Regions from separate parts of the Sus scrofa genome. Here all the other regions are linked to region 3. The links are chromatin contacts, called in public HiChIP or PLAC-seq and promoter capture Hi-C maps. All regions are on one chromosome and are shown on one strand. Each heading gives the region's core, a stretch centred on a gene start, on an enhancer-like site or on the middle of the called end of the contact. The rest is flanking DNA. Distances are from core to core; before and after follow the strand shown. Region 1 holds the start of ISCA2 (iron-sulfur cluster assembly 2 homolog, mitochondrial). Region 2 holds the start of DNAL1 (dynein light chain 1, axonemal). Region 3 holds the start of LIN52 (lin-52 DREAM MuvB core complex component). Region 4 holds the start of PNMA1 (paraneoplastic antigen Ma1).

Region 1 (2,700 bases), core at 142-2,641, 360 kb before region 3:
ACCACTCTTGCCCCACCCTGTTCAAATACCCTGAAAAGACAGGAGGAAGGCATTAATGAATATTGTAAACACCAAAAACATAACACCCTCTGAGCCCAGAGGTGCACATCTTCTGTTTTCTGAAATACAGAGGAAGCTTTCCTATTACCTTTGACAGGTGCTGGTTTTCTCTGAGGCAAAAGGGTTCACTAGAATGACTCCTAGGAAGCGTGTAGAGATTTAGGGCCTGGAATCTAAACCAGTCTGACTCTCTACCAACTATGCTATGGACCTAGACAGGGCAGTTTTCCTCCTAGGACTTCGTTATTTTGAATCAAGACAATGAATCTTCACTGTACCCCCACTCTGTGAGAAGGGTGGTGTTCAGGACCCTCGGAAAAACCTCTTAAATTTGTAATAAAAGGAGTTCCCATCATGGCACAGCAGAAATGACTCCAACTAGGAACCATGAAGATGAGGGTTCGATCCCTGGCCTCGCTCAGTAGGTTAAGAATCTGGTGTTGCTGTGTGCTGTGGTGCCAAGGTCGCAGACAGGACTGGGATCCTGCGTTGCTGTGGCTGTGGTGTAGGCCAGCAGCTGCAGCTCTGATTCGACCCCTAGCCTGGGAACCTCCCTATGCAGCGGGTGCGGCCCTTTTTAAAAAGCAAAAATAATAATAATAAATAAATTTGGAATAAAAGAGCACCTTAAGCTGAAGGCACTTTTATCCCTCCCACACATTCTCTGAGAACCCACCCCTTTCTCCTTGCCTGTCGTCGGGGTTGATAACTGTATCCAGTGAAAATTTGTATTGGAATCCGGAGCATCCTCCTCCCTCCACCTCCAGTCTGAGGAATTCTGACCCTTCGGTGATTTCCAGAAGCCTCTGAAATGCAGGAAGGGAGGTCAAGAATTCCAGGCAAGGGAGAGAGACGGATAAGCCAAGGGAAAGTACCCCTACTCCCAGCCCTCGCCAGCCACGGGCGCCCCGTGTCCGGCCTCTTACCTGGACGCAGCTGTCGGTAAGGTGGATCTGCCCTTCGCCAGCTTCAGGGTTGGAGGACGACATTTCCCGAAGAGCCCAAGGTCCGCGAGAGGCCGCGAGGAGCCTGCTGAGCAAGGAAGGAGGGTGAGCCTGGGAGCAAAAGGCCGGTAACCTCTACCTGGACAGCCTCACGCCAAACCTGATGTCCCTCCACCTGGACAGCTTCACGCCAAACCTTCACCTCCTCCACGAGCCTTAGTTTCCCCTTAGTCTCGGGGGCGCAGAACCAAACACCCTTCCCAAATGACTTCCTAGGCTTGCTGGTACCTGCCCCTTTGCCAGGGGGTGACCGCTCTCAGAGCCGCAGCTGTTATGTATAAACCCCGAACGGCCGCCATTTTCCTCTACAAACCCCGCCTCTCGCACTGCCCCAATCCCCTTCTCGGCCTGGGCCTCGGGAGGCGGGACTCATAGAGGCCCCGCCTTTAGGCACACCTATTGGATGGTGCAGGAGGAGGAAGGATTTGATTGGTTAGAGATGCTCCCCTGCGGAAGCGGGGACACACCCACAAAGCCCCCGCGGAGCGCTGGAGGGAGGAGCAGGGAGGAACGCAGAGGGCTGCAGCTTCTCTTGCTGCGGAGCAGGCCAGATGGGCGGAGATAGGGAATGTCTGGGACCCTGTGTCTGGCTTCCTAGAGCCGGGGGCGGGGCGCAGGCGGACCTCGGTCCCAGTTGCTGGTCACGGGTCGCCTGACTGGGCTCCTCCCTCGGCCCGCCCCTGAAGGTTTATCTTGTGACCGCGGCAGCTGGCTTTCCTTCCGTGAGCTTGAAACCTCCTGAGCTGCGATGCATTTCTTGGCCGCTGCGTTCCTGCTCCTGACACTCAGCGCTTCTGCCCTGGCCGAGCCGGTGCATTTCAGGGACTGCGGTGAGCCCCGGGGCCAGTCCAAGGTTCCCACGCCCTCTGCGGGACCCCCGCCGGAACCTGATGCTAAGACCTCAGGCTGGGTTGGGTGGGTCCCGCGGGCGTCTAGACTCAGCCTCAGACTTCTCGTGAAGTGGGCTAAAATGAGTTGGGGTAGGGGACAAGGTAGTGGCCTCGATAAAACCCGACTACTCACAACGTTGTCTCTTTCCTTGGAAAGCGTGTTTGGGGCCCCAGGATATTCCTGGAGATGGGCCTATGCTGAAGTTTCCTAAAGTTTGTAGGGCAAACATCTGAAGGTTCTTATTCAGCGTAGTGGGTAAGGGATGCGGTTCAAAACTTTTTTCTTTATGTAAAAATACGTATTTATTTATGTATTTAAGATTTTGGATGACCTCTCCCTCCACACTCCCTTTGCTTTTTTAAATTTCCCTTTTGCTGAGAAGTCAAAAGTCAGTTCTCCTTTTCATTGTTGGTTCCATTAGGGATTTCCTTGGTCTGTGGAATTTTGTGATGCTGACGAGTTTGTTTCTCCCTCCTGTTTTTGAAACTCCTCTTTCTGGTCACAACTTGTGACAGTGACACATAACCCTCTCTGGCTGTTGTGGTTGGCATGTGTGCTGAAAAACACAACAGGCGAGTAGAAATTGTAAATTCCTTCAGTCAGGTCTATCAAATTAACTGTTCTTGCAGAACTTTTCTGAGGTAGAGAAGTGTAATGATAAAGAGGCATGGAACGGATTTTATAAAACTTGTGAGCTGGAGGGAACCTCGGCGATCCTGGAGTGAATCACCAAATTCCAGAAACG
Region 2 (2,700 bases), core at 93-2,592, 380 kb after region 3:
AGAGGGACCCCGAACTGGAAGTTTGCTCTCTCTAATTACTAGTTTTGATTCTTTATTTGATAATTCTCAGAGTTCATCCTTCCAGAATTATTTAGGGCTGGTTATTCCTTTACCTGAATATAAATCTAGATTCCAGAATTTTTTACTTTCCTTGGTTTTCAGCTAAACATCTGTGGAATAAAGTAAGGAAAGCAGAGGGGAAAACTTTTTTAAAGAGTAGCATTTAATCTCATGGTTGAGGGCAGGCATGGTTTCCTCATCGTTTCAATGTCTGTCCACTTACATAGTAATGGAATCACGAAAAGAAGAAAACTAGTTAAACTTATTTTTACAAACATCTCAACAGGCAGGAAAATCACATACTTTGCTAAACAGCTTTGGCGGGGTCTGTAACCAATCAACAACATTCCTTTTTAAACTACTAGTTAGAACTACCAAGTATGTAAGCATGACAGTGCTCACTGTAAGAGTTGAGGAGCATCACTAGGTAAAATCATTAATTCATTAAGAGCTTTGATTGGATAGATTGCTGATAGATTTCATGACCAAGACAGCAGTATTTCTCAAAGTGTTGTGGGGCGCCCTTCGATTTTAGATTCACTTGAAATGCATATTCCTGAACCCCATTATATAAAAAATTCATAATCTGCACTCCGATTTAGGCCAAAGTCATACCTATGCATACTGAAATTTGAGAAACACTACCCTAATATACTCTATCTAGAGAGGGTTTTACAATGTCACTAATAACTGAACTGACAGGCATTCAGAAGGCAACCTGAGCACATCACAGGTTACAAATACGGCACTCAGTGTTACACATATTCCTCTGGTAACCAACACACACACACCCCATCTCACCAGGGGGACTTTACTTCTCTGTAAAAAGATATCCTTATTCACACTCTGCCCTCCATCGCCTTTCCCACTCTAGAGCGCTCTTTTTCGAGAATTTTCTGCTCTGTGCCCTCCCCTTTCTCTGCCAGAGTCTCTCCACATTAAACCAACCTCCAACCCGACCCAGGCCGTCCTTCACCCCAGACCACCCGGTGCCACGGCTTCTCTTTTCCCTCAGGCCTCTGAATCCACCGAGCTAGCATCCGGCTCCCTTCCACTGTTCGAGGATCATCCCCACCATCCACTCTCCGCCGTTTCCCTTTTTCATTTCCAATCTTCTCTCGGCTTTGGCTACGAGGCCTGGAGGGTACTCACCATTCCGGCGGTTGCTACTGTCACTGCTCTGGTTGCTAGGGCCCCGCCGGGGTCAGTGCGCACGCGCACTTCTCGGAGCTCGCCGCGGATCTCTACCCCGGCAGCGATCTTTTCTCTCCGCCCTCAGGGTGGCGCGAGCGGGGCATTGTGGGACTGCGCGACCTTCGCCTGGGTCCTCCCGCTCCACGGCTGCCTGCTTCCCAGAGACTGCAGGGCAGCTACTGGTGACGTCAGGAGGGCTCGGCAGCTTAACTTCGTAGAGAGGTCAAGAGATGGCTTTTTCTGTTGTGAAAGTAATTTCAGCTAATCTAGAGTGACGTACCTGCCTACATTTTAAAACTTTAAAACCTCCCAGTAACAATTGCCCCTCCCATGAAGGAACTTTAAAAATCCATTGCCCTTGCAGATTGCCCTTCCCGTTTCTTGACTCCTTGCTGTCATTCACTTGGCCGTCTGACTGAGAATACCTGGACGCGGCTGAATTTCTTCAGTTAGCTTCCCCCAACCCCTTAAGGCGGCCGAAAGCATGAAATGTTGGTTTTACATAACCAAGGTTTCCTTTTTTTACCCCCAACTATCAAATTAGCCAAAAATCGTAAAAATACCCAGAGTTGCTAGGGGTATGGAGAAGGGGGGACACATACATACACTGCTGTTTGTAATTGATAAGCCTTTCCCGAGGCTGTTGGCAATAATGTTTTAAAAGCTTTAAAAACTTTTGCACTTCTATGACCCTGCAGTTCCACTTCTGGGACTTCATCCTGAAGAAATAATCAGACAAATGCACAGAGATATACATTCAGAGTTTTAATAGCAGAAAGAAAACCCAATGTCAACAAAAGAGAAGAGGTATTATTAAGCATCCAAAAAGTGAAATAAATACTTCCATTTAAAATGTTGCCGAGGGAGTTCTCTGATGGCCTAGCTGGTTGAGGCTCCTGTGTTCTCTCCACTGTGGCTCTGGTTGCCGCTGTGAGGCCTAGGTTCAATCCCTGGCCCAGGAATTCCCATATGCTGCCTGTGTGGCAAAAAAGGGAGAAAAAAATACAAAATAAATAAAAATTAACTGTTGCTGGAATGCATCTATTCACATGCAAAGATAGTCATGATGTATTAAAATGCAAGTTACCAAACAAAATGGTATCATCCTCTTAAAAATTACACATAGCACACCATATATACGTAACTGAAAGGATATCATGAGTGTTTAATGGCTGTTATGGACTGAATTGTGTCCCCTCAAAATTAAGGTTAAATGAGACCATAAGTCTGGGGCTCTAATCCAATAAGGACTACTGTCCTTATAGGAACAGGAAAAGACACTGGGAATGGTATGCAAAAAGAAAAGGCCGTGGGAGGACACAGTGGGAAGGTGGTCATCTGTAAGCCAAGAACAGAGGCCTCACCAAAAACCAAGCCTATCTGTTCCTTGATCTTGCATTTCTAGCCTCTAGAACTGTGAGAACAAACTTCTGCTAAGCACCCAGT
Region 3 (2,700 bases), core at 135-2,634:
TAAAACTTAAGACTAAGTAATACATTATTTATGTATATATCTAATCATTCATTCAATAAATGTGAATTGAAGACCTACTTCCTGCCAGGTACTGTGCTAAGCCCTGGGATCCAACTATGAACATGACAGTCTTGGAATTTACAAGCTAGTGTGAAAGGGGCAAAGTTAACAGAATAACTATGCTGTGGATGAGGGTACTGAGATAGAATAATGGTGAAGTGAGGCAACTCCAGAAACAGATACAGTGTTCTGGGAAAGCCTTTTTGGGAGGTGACATTTAAATGAAACTGAAAAAATATTACATGTTTGATTAATCTTTTCCTCTCCCAAAGCAATTAGAATAATAATGCCTTTCGAATAGTGGATCTCAGCATAGCTTTCCAGGCCTCAACTTCCTCATTCTTGAAATGAACTTCCAAGATTCCTTCCATACACAAAATTCCTTTGTTTGAGAGAAAACTAAGTATAAGTGAAATGGACGTGGAGATGCAAAACTGAGTTTAGAAACGACTGCAAGCATTTTGTCGAGGCAAAAACTGAGCTTAGAAATGACTGCAAGACCCTAACCCTAAAGCAGAACGGAGCGCAAAACCCTGTGGATATACCAAAACCACTTAATTGCTACCTCAGATGACTTGCTTCTTATACAACATATAAGCAGAAATCATTCATTCACTCAGCCTTAGGAAACAACACATAACATAGAAGAAAGACGCTGAGTGAATGAATGTGCATGACTACACTAAAAAGCTCAATTGTCATTTTCCTAGGGACTCTCACTGAGAGGGACCAAGAGGGGTCTCCTGCTTCCCTTGCTGCCAGAACAACGGTCCCAATCCGAGGAGGGAGGAGAGAATCACATTTTCCTTGCGGTTCAATCCCGAGATTAGGTCTGCCACCAACCCTAGCTAGCGTGAGAGAATCGTTCCAGATGCTCAAAGAGAATCGAACCTTCAAAGGGGCGCCCTGAGAAAGAGAAAGCTACACTGAGACACCTCCTTTACCCCAGCAGTATCTCCTCCTTGGCCCTCAGCCTCACTCAAATGCGGCTAAAGGAGGACCAGAGAGGCCCTCCTTGTTTTGCCCGGAATGGGTCCCAATCGGGTGCCCTACTCCATCCGCCTGGCACACTGCAAAGAAACTGGGCACCTCCGGAGCCTCTGTGAAGAACCAGCGAGCTGAAGACGCACCCACATACCGTGGGAAAGTAAAAGGGAAAGGCGAGAAGGCCACGAAAAAGGTGTAAGTTAGAGGGGCAGACGGAGAGATTCTCTCTGAGCATCTGTAAGTTCCCAGGAGAACAGAGAAGGAGGTCGCAAGCGAAGGGTCTATAAGCCGGCTCTTACCGTCTGTGGGAGACGCCATCTTCCAACCCATGTCACGTGACGTTGCCAACCGTCGGCGGGAAAGCTAGGGTCCATAAGCCACGCCCCCAGAGAGAAACCCTATTCCCCAACCCTCTGTCCTGTCTCGTTTCCCCGCCCCATAGGGTAATCTTCCGTAGCCCCGCCCCCAGGGCTAGCCACACCCCCTCGCGCTGTGGATGTGCTGGCGCTGCTGAAAATTCTTGCAGAGTCCTATTTACTTTCCTCAGTGAGTGGGTGGGGCTGCGGCCATGCCTGTGGCCAATCGGAGTTCCGAATTCGGGGGCGTCTTCCTCGTGCTCTCAATATAGAGTATCCAAGTCAGGGGCGTCTTCCCCACCTCCGCCAGCAGAATTTGTTGAGGCGGGAGGAGGCGAGAGCTCTATCACTTCTGACCAATCGCATACGCCCAGAACTGGGCACTGAGGGCGTGGAGTCAGTGTTAAGGCGTGTGATTGGCTAGGGGAAATAGTCCTCTCCACCAATGAAGAGGTTCGGCAGGATGGAGGGGCAAGGCCTAGCAGCAGTAGTGTTTCTGGACAGTCTCACAGAAAGGCGTGGGGGGCTGAGAAGAGGCAACCGAGAACCATGGCGGCGGTGCTGGCTGCGGCGGCAGTGCGGGCCCGGATCCTGCAGGCGAGTGAGGGTGGCGCCAAGGGTTCATGAAACTAGGAATTCAGTCCTTTCCATCCGCTTTGTGAACCAACCCCCCCTTGGCCGACCCTCCTATTCCCATCGGACCTGAGCGGCCCTGTCCCACATCTCACTCGGTATCCACTTGCGTTGGATCCAGCCCTGGACTATTACCCGTGGCCTTTTTATTCTTGAGCCTACCCCTTTCAGGCTTTAGACCATTCTCCTCCTCCAGCCGTGCCCGGTCCCTGCCCTCACCTCTGTAGGTCTGCCCACCGTCTTTCCCTTTCACCTCTGCACCAACCACCTCTCTGCTCCAGAAGCTCCTTTTCTGGTCGCCTTTCTTGGCATTCTCTGGGAGCGTCCAAATTGTTCCCTTCCCCAACCCTACTTCACTCTATAACCCGAGGTAAAGGCGTGGGCGGAGGGGAGGAGGAGGAAGGACTTGAGGGGTGAGGGTCAGTGAGTGAACTTTGAGTCTCCTTCTAGAAGTGCACACTAAGCTTTCCCTCAAAGCAGCCATTTGCTGAGCTATCTTCCCCAGCTTTGGCTCTGTATTTTCTTTTTTTCTTTTCTTTTTTTTGTCTTTTTGCCTTTTCTGGGGCCGCACCCGCGGCATATGGAGGTTCCCAGGCTGGGGGTCTAATCGGAGCGGTCTTCGCCGCCCTACGCCAGAGCCACAGCAACGCTAGATCCGAGCCCC
Region 4 (2,700 bases), core at 40-2,539, 330 kb after region 3:
CCTGGCACAGAGGTCGTGTGCTGCTTATGTCTAAAGGGATCCCCTATATTTAACTGCCTCAATGACCTAACCTCTTTCTTCTCATGTGCCAGATGTTAAGATGAAGGAGGAATACAACACATACACAAGCCTCAGCTGTTTAAATATGTTTTTACCGGGGCTCAGTTTTCTCAGATGGTATTTATTACCAGTGGCAAGCCTAACTCCTTAGGTTTACAGGAAGTATGCATATTTTTATAAAACAATTGTATGTCCTCCCCATATTTTGCTGTATTAATATTTGCCTCTAACTAACAATTTGCAGCTGTTTCACCTTTTCCTCATTTGTCTCTTAGTCAAAGGCCTTGTTGGAGGGGACAGAGCACAGGAACAGCCTTGATAGTCTGTAATTATTGTACAAATATTTTAATAGCATATAAATAAGTATATTCCTTTTATTTTGAAAAAATCAGACACTGCCTTTTGTGTGTTTGCTGCCTGTGGCACCCTTTTTTAAAAGACTGTTACATATTAAAATAGTGTACATATATATAAATATTACCTCTTTTGCTGTACAGTTGTGATAGACCAGACGGAAGATTTTATTTTTTGTGTGCTTTTTATAAAAAAAAAAATTAACACACTAAAGAAAATCTTGCTGATGTGATTGTAATGTACCTATGTAACTTATTTACTTTTGAATGTTCTTCTGTATCTTTAAACCTTTTATTAAATAAGGTTTTAAAAATTCAGAGTTGATTTCTGTGTCCTTTGGGGGAAAGATTTATTATCTCACCATCTGGGATTGTAAGTGTGCCTTGGTTTGCTTCCAAAGGATACTTGACATTTTTGAACCATAAGGCCTGTTTTATCCATGATGCCAGGGCAGGGGAAATAACACATTAGTGTTTGCCGGGTTACTATTCATAGAGATCTAGATCTTTTTACAACATTTTAGACAAGAAGAAGTCTCAACTCACTGGGATAAAATTTAGAGGGTGCAGAGTGCAGTCAGGTGGTACAGGGTATTATACAGCATTGCCTCTGAACGAGCGACGCGAGTAGACAAGTCTTTCTTGACGGCCGGATATCATCTTAAATCCACTCCAGAATTATATTATCTTTTAAACACAGTGCTTTGTTAAGAAAAAAAAAAATCTGGAAAATGCGAAAAAGGAAATGCGCGGTAAAGGAAATTAACGCCCGCGGCCCCGAGCTGCCACCATGGCAACCATTCGCCCCTGCAGGCCGCTAGAGCTCCGGCGTCTCGCGTCGGTGGTTGCCGTGGCTACGGTCGCGCGGGCAGGGCCGCGGGGGGCGGGGCGAGGCGGGTCGAAGGCCGGCCCCGCCCTCCACTGCGGCAGTAAAGGCTAGGCTGGCTGCGGGTGGGACCGAGGTACAACTGTGCAGCTCCAGCCCACCTCGGCCCGCGGTCGCCTGCGTGCGGGGCTGCCGCGGCCTGCCTGCGACTGCGCCTGCGCCTCCTCTAGCCTGGCTTCCGCGTCTTTCCTGCGCCTCTGCTGCCTGTGTTCTTGGTCCTTGGCGTCCTCGCCGCCCAGAGGGATACGTTTGCCCACGAAGAAGCTCTCTCGGGTTGGCCTCGCTGCCGCCGCTGTCTTTCCCTTAGGACAGTCTTTCCCTCCGGGGGCGGTACTAGTTCTTGTCTGCGGAGAAGCGGCTCCTAGCTCGTCTGAGGCGTGCTCCGCTCTGGCAACGAAAGCTTGCACCCTCTGGGAGCAGCAGCGAGTGCCTGGCGCCCAGGCTGCGAAGAGGCGGCCACGTCCCGCGATCAAGCCCTGCGGCTCCTGCTTTCGCCGCCCGCCTTTTTTCCTCGCCTCTGCGCTCCGACGCGACACCTTCCTGTAAGTGGAGGACCCGGCCTGCGGATCCCGACCGGAGACACAAGATGGCGATGGCCATGTGACTGAGCATCCCCGAGGCTTCGTTCCGAGAACGCGGAGGCCTGGCTTTGAGGGGCAGCGAAAAGAGGAGAGCAGGACACTGGTGTCGTTTGTTAAACGTGATTGACTCCCTCGGGCATATGGGGGGAGGTGGCGGTGGGAGCGTCTGCTATTGTCTTCAGTTTTAGAGCACAGGGAGCCACAGTCTAATTGTATTTGTAGAATTGGGGCCCTTGATAGTTGGGAAAATGGCGATGACACTGCTGGAAGATTGGTGTAGGGGGATGGATGTGAACTCCCAGAGAGCCCTTCTGGTCTGGGGGATCCCTGTGAACTGTGATGAGACCGAAATCGAAGAGACCTTTCAAGCTGCGATGCCCCAGGTGCCCTATCGAGTGCTTGGGAGAATGTTCTGGAGGGAAGAGAATGCCAAAGCAGCCTTGTTAGAGCTCACTGGTGCTGTCGATTATGCTGCGATCCCCAGGGAGATGCCAGGTAAAGGAGGGGTCTGGAAAGTAGTCTTTAAGCCCCCCACTTCCGATGCTGAATTTTTAGAAAGGTTGCACCTCTTCCTAGCAAGAGAGGGGTGGACCGTGCAAGATGTTGCCCGTGTCCTTGGGTTTCAGAACCCCACTCCGGCCCCAGGCCCCGAAATGCCGGCAGAGATGCTAAACTATATTTTGGATAATGTTATTCAGCCTCTGGTTGAGTCCATATGGTACAAGAAGCTGACGTTGTTCTCGGGAAGGGACATTCCGGGGCCAGGGGAGGAGGCATTTGATCCCTGGCTGGAGCACACTAATGAGGTCATAGAGGAGTG

What was found. Promoter capture Hi-C pulls out the DNA fragments that hold promoters and counts their contacts. HiChIP or PLAC-seq counts read pairs in DNA pulled down with a chosen protein or histone mark.
Region 1: a contact with region 3 is called in an H3K27ac HiChIP or PLAC-seq map of alveolar macrophages. The contact joins the promoter of ISCA2 here to the promoter of LIN52 in region 3. A contact is called at or near these places in 2 of 5 promoter capture datasets (fetal liver and liver) and 1 of 2 datasets of contacts at active chromatin or transcription factors (alveolar macrophages).
Region 2: an H3K27ac HiChIP or PLAC-seq map of skeletal muscle shows a contact between it and region 3, with 2.5 times the contacts expected there. The contact joins the promoter of DNAL1 here to the promoter of LIN52 in region 3. A contact is called at or near these places in 1 of 5 promoter capture datasets (fetal liver) and 2 of 2 datasets of contacts at active chromatin or transcription factors (alveolar macrophages and skeletal muscle).
Region 4: a contact with region 3 is called in a promoter capture Hi-C map of liver, with 2.5 times the contacts expected there. The contact joins the promoter of PNMA1 here to the promoter of LIN52 in region 3. A contact is called at or near these places in 1 of 5 promoter capture datasets (liver) and 1 of 2 datasets of contacts at active chromatin or transcription factors (alveolar macrophages).

Annotation. Positions count from the first base shown.
Region 1 is chr7:97,739,170-97,741,869 of Sscrofa11.1, reverse strand. It overlaps ISCA2 (iron-sulfur cluster assembly 2 homolog, mitochondrial), which reads right to left and starts at 1,391. Exons shown (of 4, transcript XM_003482288.4): 1 at 1,293-1,391; 2 at 987-1,089; 3 at 751-866; 4 at 1-30. The coding sequence starts at 1,363. It overlaps NPC2 (NPC intracellular cholesterol transporter 2), which reads left to right and starts at 1,783. Exons shown (of 4, transcript NM_214206.1): 1 at 1,783-1,894. The coding sequence starts at 1,813.
Region 2 is chr7:96,998,168-97,000,867 of Sscrofa11.1, reverse strand. It overlaps DNAL1 (dynein light chain 1, axonemal), which reads right to left and starts at 1,342. Exons shown (of 8, transcript XM_001926259.5): 1 at 1,213-1,342. The coding sequence starts at 1,215.
Region 3 is chr7:97,381,034-97,383,733 of Sscrofa11.1, reverse strand. LIN52 (lin-52 DREAM MuvB core complex component) reads right to left here and starts at 1,384. Exons shown (of 6, transcript NM_001185836.1): 1 at 1,347-1,384. The coding sequence starts at 1,377. ALDH6A1 (methylmalonate-semialdehyde dehydrogenase [acylating], mitochondrial) reads left to right here and starts at 1,849. Exons shown (of 12, transcript XM_005656399.3): 1 at 1,849-2,000. The coding sequence starts at 1,953.
Region 4 is chr7:97,050,446-97,053,145 of Sscrofa11.1, reverse strand. PNMA1 (paraneoplastic antigen Ma1) reads left to right here and starts at 1,289. Exons shown (of 1, transcript XM_021099497.1): 1 at 1,289-2,700. The coding sequence starts at 2,129.